Regions from separate parts of the Anas platyrhynchos genome. Here all the other regions are linked to region 1. The links are chromatin contacts, called in public Hi-C maps. All regions are on one chromosome and are shown on one strand. The core of a region is the stretch at or near the end of the contact, and the rest is flanking DNA. Distances in the headings are between cores, read along the strand shown.

The links. Hi-C and Micro-C count contacts between places; a contact is called where the count stands out from the background.
Region 2: a Hi-C map of liver shows a contact between it and region 1, with 4 times the contacts expected there. The contact joins the enhancer-like site here to the promoter of NOBOX in region 1. A contact is called at or near these places in 2 of 8 Hi-C or Micro-C datasets (liver and subcutaneous adipose tissue).
Region 3: a contact with region 1 is called in a Hi-C map of skeletal muscle, with 2.4 times the contacts expected there. The contact joins the enhancer-like site here to the promoter of NOBOX in region 1. A contact is called at or near these places in 6 of 8 Hi-C or Micro-C datasets (F1 follicle, F5 follicle, liver and 3 more).

The regions. Positions count from the first base shown.
Region 1 is chr1:77,961,271-77,964,451 of IASCAAS_PekinDuck_T2T, reverse strand. It overlaps NOBOX (NOBOX oogenesis homeobox), which reads right to left and starts at 1,740. Exons shown (of 8, transcript XM_027449927.3): 1 at 1,584-1,740. The coding sequence starts at 1,698.
Region 2 is chr1:78,165,154-78,168,334 of IASCAAS_PekinDuck_T2T, reverse strand. VWF (von Willebrand factor) reads right to left here. Exons shown (of 52, transcript XM_005012640.6): 39 at 2,564-2,666; 40 at 2,372-2,446; 41 at 1,713-1,817; 42 at 1,031-1,236. Among named protein-coding and RNA genes, the nearest start is that of ANO2, 39 kb to the left of the region's middle. Within about 2 kb of position 1,449, at least 3 of the 8 cell types and tissues checked have an H3K27ac peak or open chromatin away from gene starts, as enhancers often do.
Region 3 is chr1:78,091,821-78,095,001 of IASCAAS_PekinDuck_T2T, reverse strand. All of the region lies in intron 15 of VWF (von Willebrand factor), which reads right to left. Among named protein-coding and RNA genes, the nearest start is that of VWF, 45 kb to the right of the region's middle. Within about 2 kb of position 1,736, at least 1 of the 8 cell types and tissues checked has an H3K27ac peak or open chromatin away from gene starts, as enhancers often do. A contact at or near this core is called in subcutaneous adipose tissue, where this site is marked.

The DNA.
Region 1 (3,181 bases), core at 491-2,990:
ATGAATAACAGACCTACAGAATGGGTAATGAAATAGCTGGCTGAGGACAAAAATAAGCAAAATTTGACCAAGTTTAACAAAAAGCATAAACTGCATCGTACTAATAGATATCAAAAAGTAGAAGGTAAGTCAGAAATAACACAGCAAGAGAAATAAAGTAGGCAACTACTACCATAACAGAATAAAATGTTTTTTTTTTTCCTTAAACAATTGTTAAGTCAAGTAAGAACCTCACAAAACCAGTCAGCTGTGTGAATGTTGATGGAAGTATGAAGGGACAACAGGCTGTTTCCAAGACCTTCCTATTTTCCTTTTTACAGAATTTAGACAACTGAATTAGTTGTATAGGAAAGAGACAGAAAACTACATACCCGTAATAATTTGATCTTGTTAAGCAGCAAGTTAAATGAGATGAAATATACAAATGGGGAGGGTCAAGAACTGAGCAAGGCAACAGCTGGCTGTTTTACACAATTCCTTCTCCCACTGTCCTCCCTACTGTATTTGAACTTGTTTCAGTCCTGCTCTTGCTCATTATGCAGGAAAGCTAGTATTTTCACATCATCCATTCTGTCAAACTCTACCTTGAAACAAAAATAGGATTTTCAGCTTCATGTTCTGATTTAAGAAGGCTTTTTACTTGTATGTGCTTACATCACAGAACACATTTCAAAGTCATGTGCGTGTCCCTTATGTCTGCAGTAGACAGATCAACAGCAGGGATTTTGCATCACCCGCAGAAGTAATCCTTCATGAAATAGAAATTGCTACCTCTATTTCTAAAAGAGAAAGCCTGACAACATATAACTTAGTGTTGCCAAGAAAAGATCTGAAATGAAAATAAAGTTTATAAATACAGAGCCTTCATGGCAACAACTAGGGAGTTACCAACACAACCCTTTCTTTTGTCATTGTTACTGCAAGAGACTAGACTGAACAACAGTCGTCCCATTTTCAGATAAATAATCTTAAACAGAAGGGATTTTAACTGGCTGGAAAAATCATACTAACAGAGTTTGGAATGCCTGAAGGTGCAGAAGCAGGAAGCAAAGTCATCTTTTTCTCCTCACAGCTACTCTCAGAAGTTACTAAAATGAGGTAGCCATTTGCACGGTGACAGGAAGACTTTGAAGGTTGGTTTGAATGTTTGGTACAAAGCAACCTGAACACACACAGGGAGAAACATGAACTTCATAGAGCCATGCAAGCTCAGAGATGAAAATCAGTGGGTGAGGGATGTGCTACCACTCTAGAAATCCCGCAGTAGTGGAGCCCCACTATGGATATGAAGCAAATATATATAAAGATACGAAGGGAAGACCAACTGCCCCAGCCTTCTCACTTTTACAATCCCAGAGACAAGGGCCATGCAGATGCCCATCTGGCAGCAGCTCACTGCCCCCGAAACACTGGGGGCACCCCAGCCAAAATGGCATCACTCCCAGGGCACAGAAAGCGGCCCGGGGGAAGTGGCAGAGTTGTTATCCTCCGCCGGGGCTGCTCATTAGGCTCGTTATCGGGTGCCTCCCCCCCCCCCAAAATTGAGGAGAGCCAGTGCCCCATTGCTGCGGCCCGACCCTTACCCAGCTTTTGGGACACCCGCTCTTCCTTCACTCCCGCCCCATCCATGCCGGCTCGGCGGCGGCCGGCCCGGCTCGGCTCAGCCTGGTAAATGGCGGCGAGCCCCAGCGGGCTCATCAAGGCCACCTGTGGCACCAGCCGTCCCTGGGCACAGCGTGGTCCAGGCTGCCGGACCGACCTACCTCAGCCGCATGGGGGGGGCGGCAAAGGCGAGCTCCCCCCGCGGAGGAGTGGGGCGATAGCGCCCAGCGGCACCGCAGCTAAAGGGGAGGCAGCCTGGAGAGCCCTGCCGTGGCTGGCAGCGAGCCGCTGGTGGCCCGTGGTGGCGGCTGGGGCTGGCGCCTGCTTGCCCTCTGAGGCGCCATCTCCCGAGGGGAGGCAGTGGATGAAGACGCTCGTCAAAGGCCGCCTGAAAAACTGCGCTCCCGAAGTTTGCGTGAGGAGCGGGTTTAAATATCGCTAATGGCATGCATTTGGAACCCAGATGTTACAAAATTGGTTTGTATAACTGATCACGCTGAATGAGATAAACCTCATTATCTTCCCTTGTGGGCTGGCAGCAAGACAGCTTTGTTTTTCGTGTGCTCTGGTTGTAGCTGTTTTGAAATACTTCTAATTCTCCATAAACTGGTGCTTACAAGAAATACGTGGCACTTCTTGACTTTTTTGGTGCTGTCATCTTGCATCGTGTTCATACTTAAAAGTCTTTTAATAAAAATAAAAATCAAGGCTCCTAACTCAGTGATACCAGGCAATTAGTACTCTCATGTTACTACAAGTGTTGTCATCAGCTCCGATAAAATTTAAAACAGCTTTGCATACTTGCAGGTGAGAACACAAGTCATAAGGGAGGAGTGAACCAAGTCTGTCTTATTTGATTTCTCTCCTGCCTTGTGCAGCTGATGGAGAGACCTGTACTGTAACTTGCATGGATGACAGTGGTTCCAAAACTCAACCCTTCTTCTCTTGCATCTTCCATGTTCAGCTTTTCTAACCACTGAGTGAAGTGGGGCTGGCTCCAAACACAATTTGTATGTCTGCAAATAAGACAGACAGTCCTTGCTTAATGAATGTGATTTACTTAATTGTGTTCTGCTCCACCATGATGAAGCATCCTTCATCTTCATCTTGGTTATAGGCTCAGTATCTTAATGCTGTCATTCTCCTACTGTGCGTTTTCCCATACATCCTGTTTTTGTTACAAGGTTCACTCTAGCATCCAGGGACATGCATCTGCAGATGCTTTCACTTGAGTGTTGTTACATTGTGTTAAATGAGTGTAAGATGAAGCAGGTGCACCAGCATTCTGAAGATAGCACAATTAGTACTACAGTGCACCTGGTTCCGCCATGAAATACAAGACATGCTGGCTGGAACGTTATTGCAGCTAAAATGACATTTAATTTCTTAGAGGCATTCAGCTGACCAGACACAACTCTGATCTTGGAGTGGTGGAGTGGATGGGATTAGTTTTATCATTTTTTTTTATATAAAAGCACAAAGATAAAAATTAAAAACCGCTTTGGAAGTTCCTTTCTCTGAGCAATGTTATGTTTGTTTACTGAATTCTGCTTATAATGTCAGCTTTTTCTAGCATTCT
Region 2 (3,181 bases), core at 200-2,699, 200 kb before region 1:
CATTTAGAGAAGATAAACAGAGAGTCTTGTAGAAGGAGCCACACACACAAAACTTCTGCCAATTGTATCTGCTAATCTGAAAGATACTACTTTGGGCTACAAGCATTCATTCCTGTATCCTTAGGCCACCACATCTACCACAAAAGCAGTGCCATCTTTTATATTGCACTCTCTATTAGTAAATTTTACAACACGTTATTAAAGACATGAATGTCTGTTAATTTTATAGATGTAGAAATGATCATGGATCATGGAGAAATAAAATGACTTATGCAAGGTCATGAACTACTCAGGCTTAGAAAATAAAGCCTAGATCTCCTGAGCTGCACAACAGAGTAACCCTATATTAGGCTGCTAGGTAAGGTTGCTTTAGTGAACAGGTTATACTGCCCTGCAACTTTTCCTTAAGCAACCTTACCTTGAAAGTTAACATAATATAATGACTTAATAAAAAGTTGGCAAAATTAGGAAAAATTCATCCTTGTGAAGCTTTAACAGAGTTAGGTACTAATGTGGAAAAAAAAATTAAAATGGCCATGTAGTTTATGCAAGATACAATACCTCATCAGGTAGAGGCAAATGTAATCAAGGCACACAAGGAGTATAGGTATAACGTGTCCCAAAAATGTCAATAAAGTTAATATAGGATTGAAAGTATGCAATTCTAAAATACAGTAACTGTACTCATCCAAAAGCACATACATGTTATCAATAAATAAAAAAATAAATATATCAGAATGACCTCTGAAATTCCAAGTGTCTGAATAGCCTTGAAGTACAAAAGGTTACATATAGATATAATCATCTGAGTATCTCAAAGTCACAAAAAATGTGTTGGTAACATCAGAATAAAATGACTAATGAAACAAGCACAGTATGTTGCAAGGGTGCAATTTTCTCAGACATGTAAATTAAAAATGTATCATTTTCAGGTAGTCTGTTTGGTCTTTTGTTTATATCTATCTACGCTCTTACTGTGATGTTGTCCCCCCGTATGCAAAAGATAATCTTATCTGTTCATCCTGCTTACCGTTCCTGGAACACAGGTAGTAGATATGCAGCCACAGTCATTGGTGAGAGATCTGGATAAATATCCAGGAGGGCAGCTCACTGTTGAGTTAGTACAGCTGCAGGTACACTCATATTTATCACAGCACTCTGTCTTCTTAACAGTCAGCTCCCGATGTGGTGGACAGAAAGGTCTTTGAGCTAGGCTGCATGCTTCTCTGTTACAAGCTAGCAGAAAAAGGTTAAGCACAGAGCATTTCAGAGCACTGCAAATGAACAGGACAGTTCTCTGGCAGCAAGGCTCTAATTGCTACTGCAAACTGTAATACATCTGCTTAATAAACTGAGAAGTAATGCAGATATAAAAGACCCAGGTCAAAGATTGTACTGCAGGTTCAGAAGTTCCTATCCTGACAAACACATATTTGTATCTTCTCTCATATACAGAAAGATTTATAAAATAAACATAAGGGTCAGTGCACACATATCCAAGAGTACAGTGTTTATCTTTTCCTTAATTCAACAGTGTACTCAGAAAGGGCCAACAATAACTTTCTTTCAAGTCTGTGAAATCATTTATGTCTACTAGCTCCCAAAGAAAATCTTTCAGAGAGAAAATGTAGTGCATAAAGGACGTTGTCCATGTTGTTCAAATGCAGTGCTCCACTATCACCCAGGGCTAAATATAGATATACATATCTTACCACATGTATAATTTGGTCTGCATTCTCCAGGGTTGGTCAGTGCAAGCTGCGAGCCAGACTCACAGACAGGGACAGGAGGCAAATCACAGGAAACCAGATCACAGACTAAGAAGAGAAATTGAGGGAGTGGTCAAGACCATGCCTGACCAGTTAGCCTTCTAGAAAAGACATACACATGCAGGTCCATCCCCATTTCATTTATTCCCTACACTCAATTGCTATCTTAAAATACAAAGTAAGTTAGATTTCAGCAGGTCAATGTTTGTTTTCAAAAATAGCTAAGGGAACAATTCAAGTGTATGTTATGAATATTCTAGTTCTGATTTTGTACCTAATGTGCAAACACAGATCACACAAAAATAGGTAATTGGAAAAAAAAAATACACTTTTAGTGTGTCACTTTGGAAAAAAATAAAATACAATACAATAAAATAAAAACAATTCTCTATTGCCTTCTTCATCTCTTAAAAAGGGGCAAAGTCAAGTTTGAGTTTCTTCTTTTTTTCTTTTTTTTCCACACAGATGATAACTCAGTCATTCAGTGAGTTATAAAATTTAAATATATATGTATGTGTTAAATAAAGATGCAGATTTTATACCTTTGAAACATCTGATAAAAACACATACCAAGAAGATTCCAACAGTTTATGAGAACCTACCACACTCATATTCAGGGCAGCACTGGCTGGGGTCCCTGCGCAGACGAGGAACTTCACAGGGACCACACTGAACAGCTGGAGCGAGAAAAAAACGTTCACAAAATAAGCTTGGATAAGAACTAAAATGCTAGGTAAAAAAAAAAAAAAAAAATCAGTTCAAGTCTAGTCACACTCAGATCTAGACCAACTTACATTTGGTAGTATTGCAAGGTCGGAGAGTGCAGTTTACTCTCCTATTGTCTAGACATGTGCAGATCTTGCAGGGCTCATTGGAGGGAATCCATGTTTCCATGTGCTGCGTGGAAAGAAAAAAAAATGTTAGAAAGAAATCTAATAATCTTATATCCTGATCACTGTTGTACTGGTGGTAGGAGTGGGTGAGAAAAATTACTGTGAAAAACAAGAAGACTACAAGAGAGATTAGTTGGTTGCTCTGTTAACTGTAAGAATCCAAGGAGATGCGTAATTATGAAATGACTGTAGTGTACCAATTTAACAAAACATGTAAAGTATGCATGAATGAGATGAGGAATTACTATTGTTTTGTGCACAAGAAATGCTCAGATGTTATAAATGCAATCACAAGCTATTGTGAGAGTAACAGTGGACTACATACCATGATGGATGTTCAGTGATAATAAGGGAACCAATGATATTTTAGGAAATACATAGAAGTGGCTTCCTTCCAAAATTAGTGGTACGTAAACACAGAGAAATAAACAATGAATATTTTTGATCAAAAATATGTTGGGTCTCAACATTTGATTTCCCAGTGGTTTGCTGGCTGGAAAAACTATAGAAAGCCCAAAT
Region 3 (3,181 bases), core at 487-2,986, 130 kb before region 1:
ACTAACCCAGACTGTAAAGCTGTGGATTTAAAATGTATTTACTCAATTTATTCACCAATTGATGCCTGTATTACAGTGGCTTTCTTTTAACTCTGTAATAACAGTGAAGCCTAGGGCATTACTTATATGAACAATCAAAACTTTACAAAGTGCAGTTTCCAATAAATGTTGAGACTTAACTGCAACCCCTGTGATGGAATTCCAACCACAAAATTTCATCCAGAATGAAAAACACAGACTCTGTCCAATTTTTGTCATTATTTGCATCTACAAGTCAGGAGCATGACAAGAATGTCATGGGCACACACACACTTCTCTTCCTTTTCAATATAGTCAGAAACAGTTTGGTCAAAATAATTAGAAATGTATGTCTGCTTTTGTACTACAACAGTACAAAGCCTCACAACCCAGCTCTCAGGGGTTTGTGGAAACAGGTGCAAATAACAAAGTCACTTAGTGATTGTGGAGCCAAACCTTGGAAACTAATGGTTTTTGATGATGAATTCATTTTTATGGAGACCTCATTATGGCTTTGGAGGCATACTGGATTCTTTGTTTATAAAGGTTTAACTCAATTCTACAGCACTAATTTTGAGGGAAGCTCCTCTGCATACACCAGCATCAGCACTAGGTGGCAGTTATGACAACACATTTCAAAAGATGAGAAAACAGGTTACTATTACCATGGGCTTTTCACAGGCCTCCTATTAACCAGGATTTACAAAACCTATCGTGTTTGTAGTAACCTTCCAGAGCAAATGGCCAGGGTCATAAGATTATGAAGTAGGATGTTCAGTGGAGTGAGGAAAGCAGCTGCAAACAAAAGTAGGCACATTTGTATTGTGCAAAATCCAACATGAAGGTTTCAAACCAAGGCAGCTCTTTCTCCTGTCATCCCTGCAGAACAATACAATAATTCCTGCCCCCCTGTTCTGTGATCACAAATCCCCAGGAAATGTAGCAGCGATGGCAGTAAAAGAAAAAAATATAGCAAGGCTAAAACCCTGCAACCTTACACAGCTGAAGGCAGAGCAGAAGTAACACTGAAGATCACAAAGCAAGATTAACATGCTATCAAATGCCTAATGTTTACATTCACAAAATTCTTCTGAAATGAAGAATTACTCCTATTTACTGTAGAGAGGTGTGGTTGCACCAACATCCCCTCCCAACTTTATTGAGGTCCTTGTAATCCAGACATGGGAGTGTAAACTGTAAACCCCTAATTTGAGGATCCAGGCAACAGGCATCAAAGGTGACTTGAAGCCTTTTTCAGAGCAGAGATCTCCCAGATTTGGGACTTGTGTCCAAACTATTTAATCTTCCTTTCACAACACAAAACCTAGAAATGCATATGTGCTTATCGACACAGTAGGCAGAGTAAGTACCTTCTAACTCAGAAATAAATAGATGACAGGTTCACTCACAGTTATAGAAGTCTTTGGCAGCTATTCACTGAACAGCGCTTCTCACTTACATGAACATAGTCTCTGTGGTAAACCAAATACTGAATAGGCACAGGTCAGGGCTGAAGACCATTTTAAAGGCATGTGCAAGTTAGTGGTAACACTCCCTGCCTACAAGGACATGTTTACAGTGGATCCCTTTTTTAGCTAAAGCTTTGTAACTCATCTTACCTGCCCATGCACTTCCTAACACTTAAAACATCCTCTGGTTTTCTGGTTCAATTACATAAGGCTACATTCATATTCCAAGTCCCACCACACTACTGCATCACCTCTCAGCAGCATCTGTTTTTAACAGCAAAAGGGCAAGACAACTGACCTGGGAGGGGACTACTGTCTGTACACTTTGTAATAACACCATCACTGGAAAAAAAAAAAAAAAAAATCCCCTTATTGCCAGGAAAATTAGAGGAAAAGGCGAGGTGCCTGCTATAAAACTCAATAGTTCAATGCTGTGCTCTAAAGCTCAGCCTATCCTGGGGATAAGATGCAAAATAGTGGGAAATCATTGGAAAATTTCTGTTTGTGAGGTTGTTCATACAGCTTCTTGTGGACAGGCTTTCAACCCAGAGTGAAAGAGACATAAGTCCTTACCAGTTTCTTGGGTAGTGCAAGATGAAAACAGTCACATCTAGGTCAGAGGCTCTGGAAAAAGACTCACCATGGCAGACTTAACACAGTTGCTCTATCAGCACCAGCTGGTATTCTGAGCCCCACAATGCAATGCAATCATTCTCAAATGCTGCTCAGATCCAGCACTCCAGGATCTACCATACAAATCCTCTCACAGAAGCCATGCAAACAAAATAAGCAATCAGCCTACCCCCACCAGATATGGGAAAATATTGGGATGATCAATAGGTCCCTAAAACCTGAAGAAAGATCTAGGGAATTGTTTATTGCTTCTCCTTTGCCACCAAACACTATATACATACATACATATGTAGACACACATACATACATGTATACACACACACAAGAGGCATGCTGTGCATTGGTGACACAGACCTTGACTTTACGGCCTATCTGCTCCTTCCACACACCACAAAAAGACTGGCTCGACTGGTTATTCACAGTAGGCTGCAAGGGCAGGAGTCAGCTCTTAATCAAACAAAAATCATTTCAGAGACGTGGGAAATGAATGTGTTTGTTAGCTTGATAGGAAGCAGAAATACTGTGCCATGCTAATGACTTACCTCCCTGCCACTTCAAATCAAGCAAACCATTTCTGTCAAGTCATTCCCGAAAAACTGAATCTCAGTTGACCAATGTAGAAATGGAGCACTTTTTTAGTGCACCCCCATCAGCACAAATTATGCAACTTGCACGTTCACATCTCCAGCCCATTAAAAGAGGGTATGTTCTCCTTCATGTGACAGGAGATTTCTGGAGCATCGGGATTATTTAATGGGGACTGATGGATCTGCAATCAGGGAAATTGTCACTTTATGAGAGCATAAAGCGCTCTGTAATGCACAGAGAAGAGGAAGCAGCACTGCACTATTAAAGATTAATTGTGAAAATTGACTTGTTCAATTACAGAAAGAACGATGGTGCATTATCGCTGCACTTTCTTTCAACCTCCAGACCTGCTCATTTTTAAAAGGATTTTTATTACATTATTGTTCCACTATCTGAACATTTACATAAATTAGGTAAAATATTATGAAACCATGCAGCAGTTTAATATAAACTGGTATTGTTGTCATTCGCAG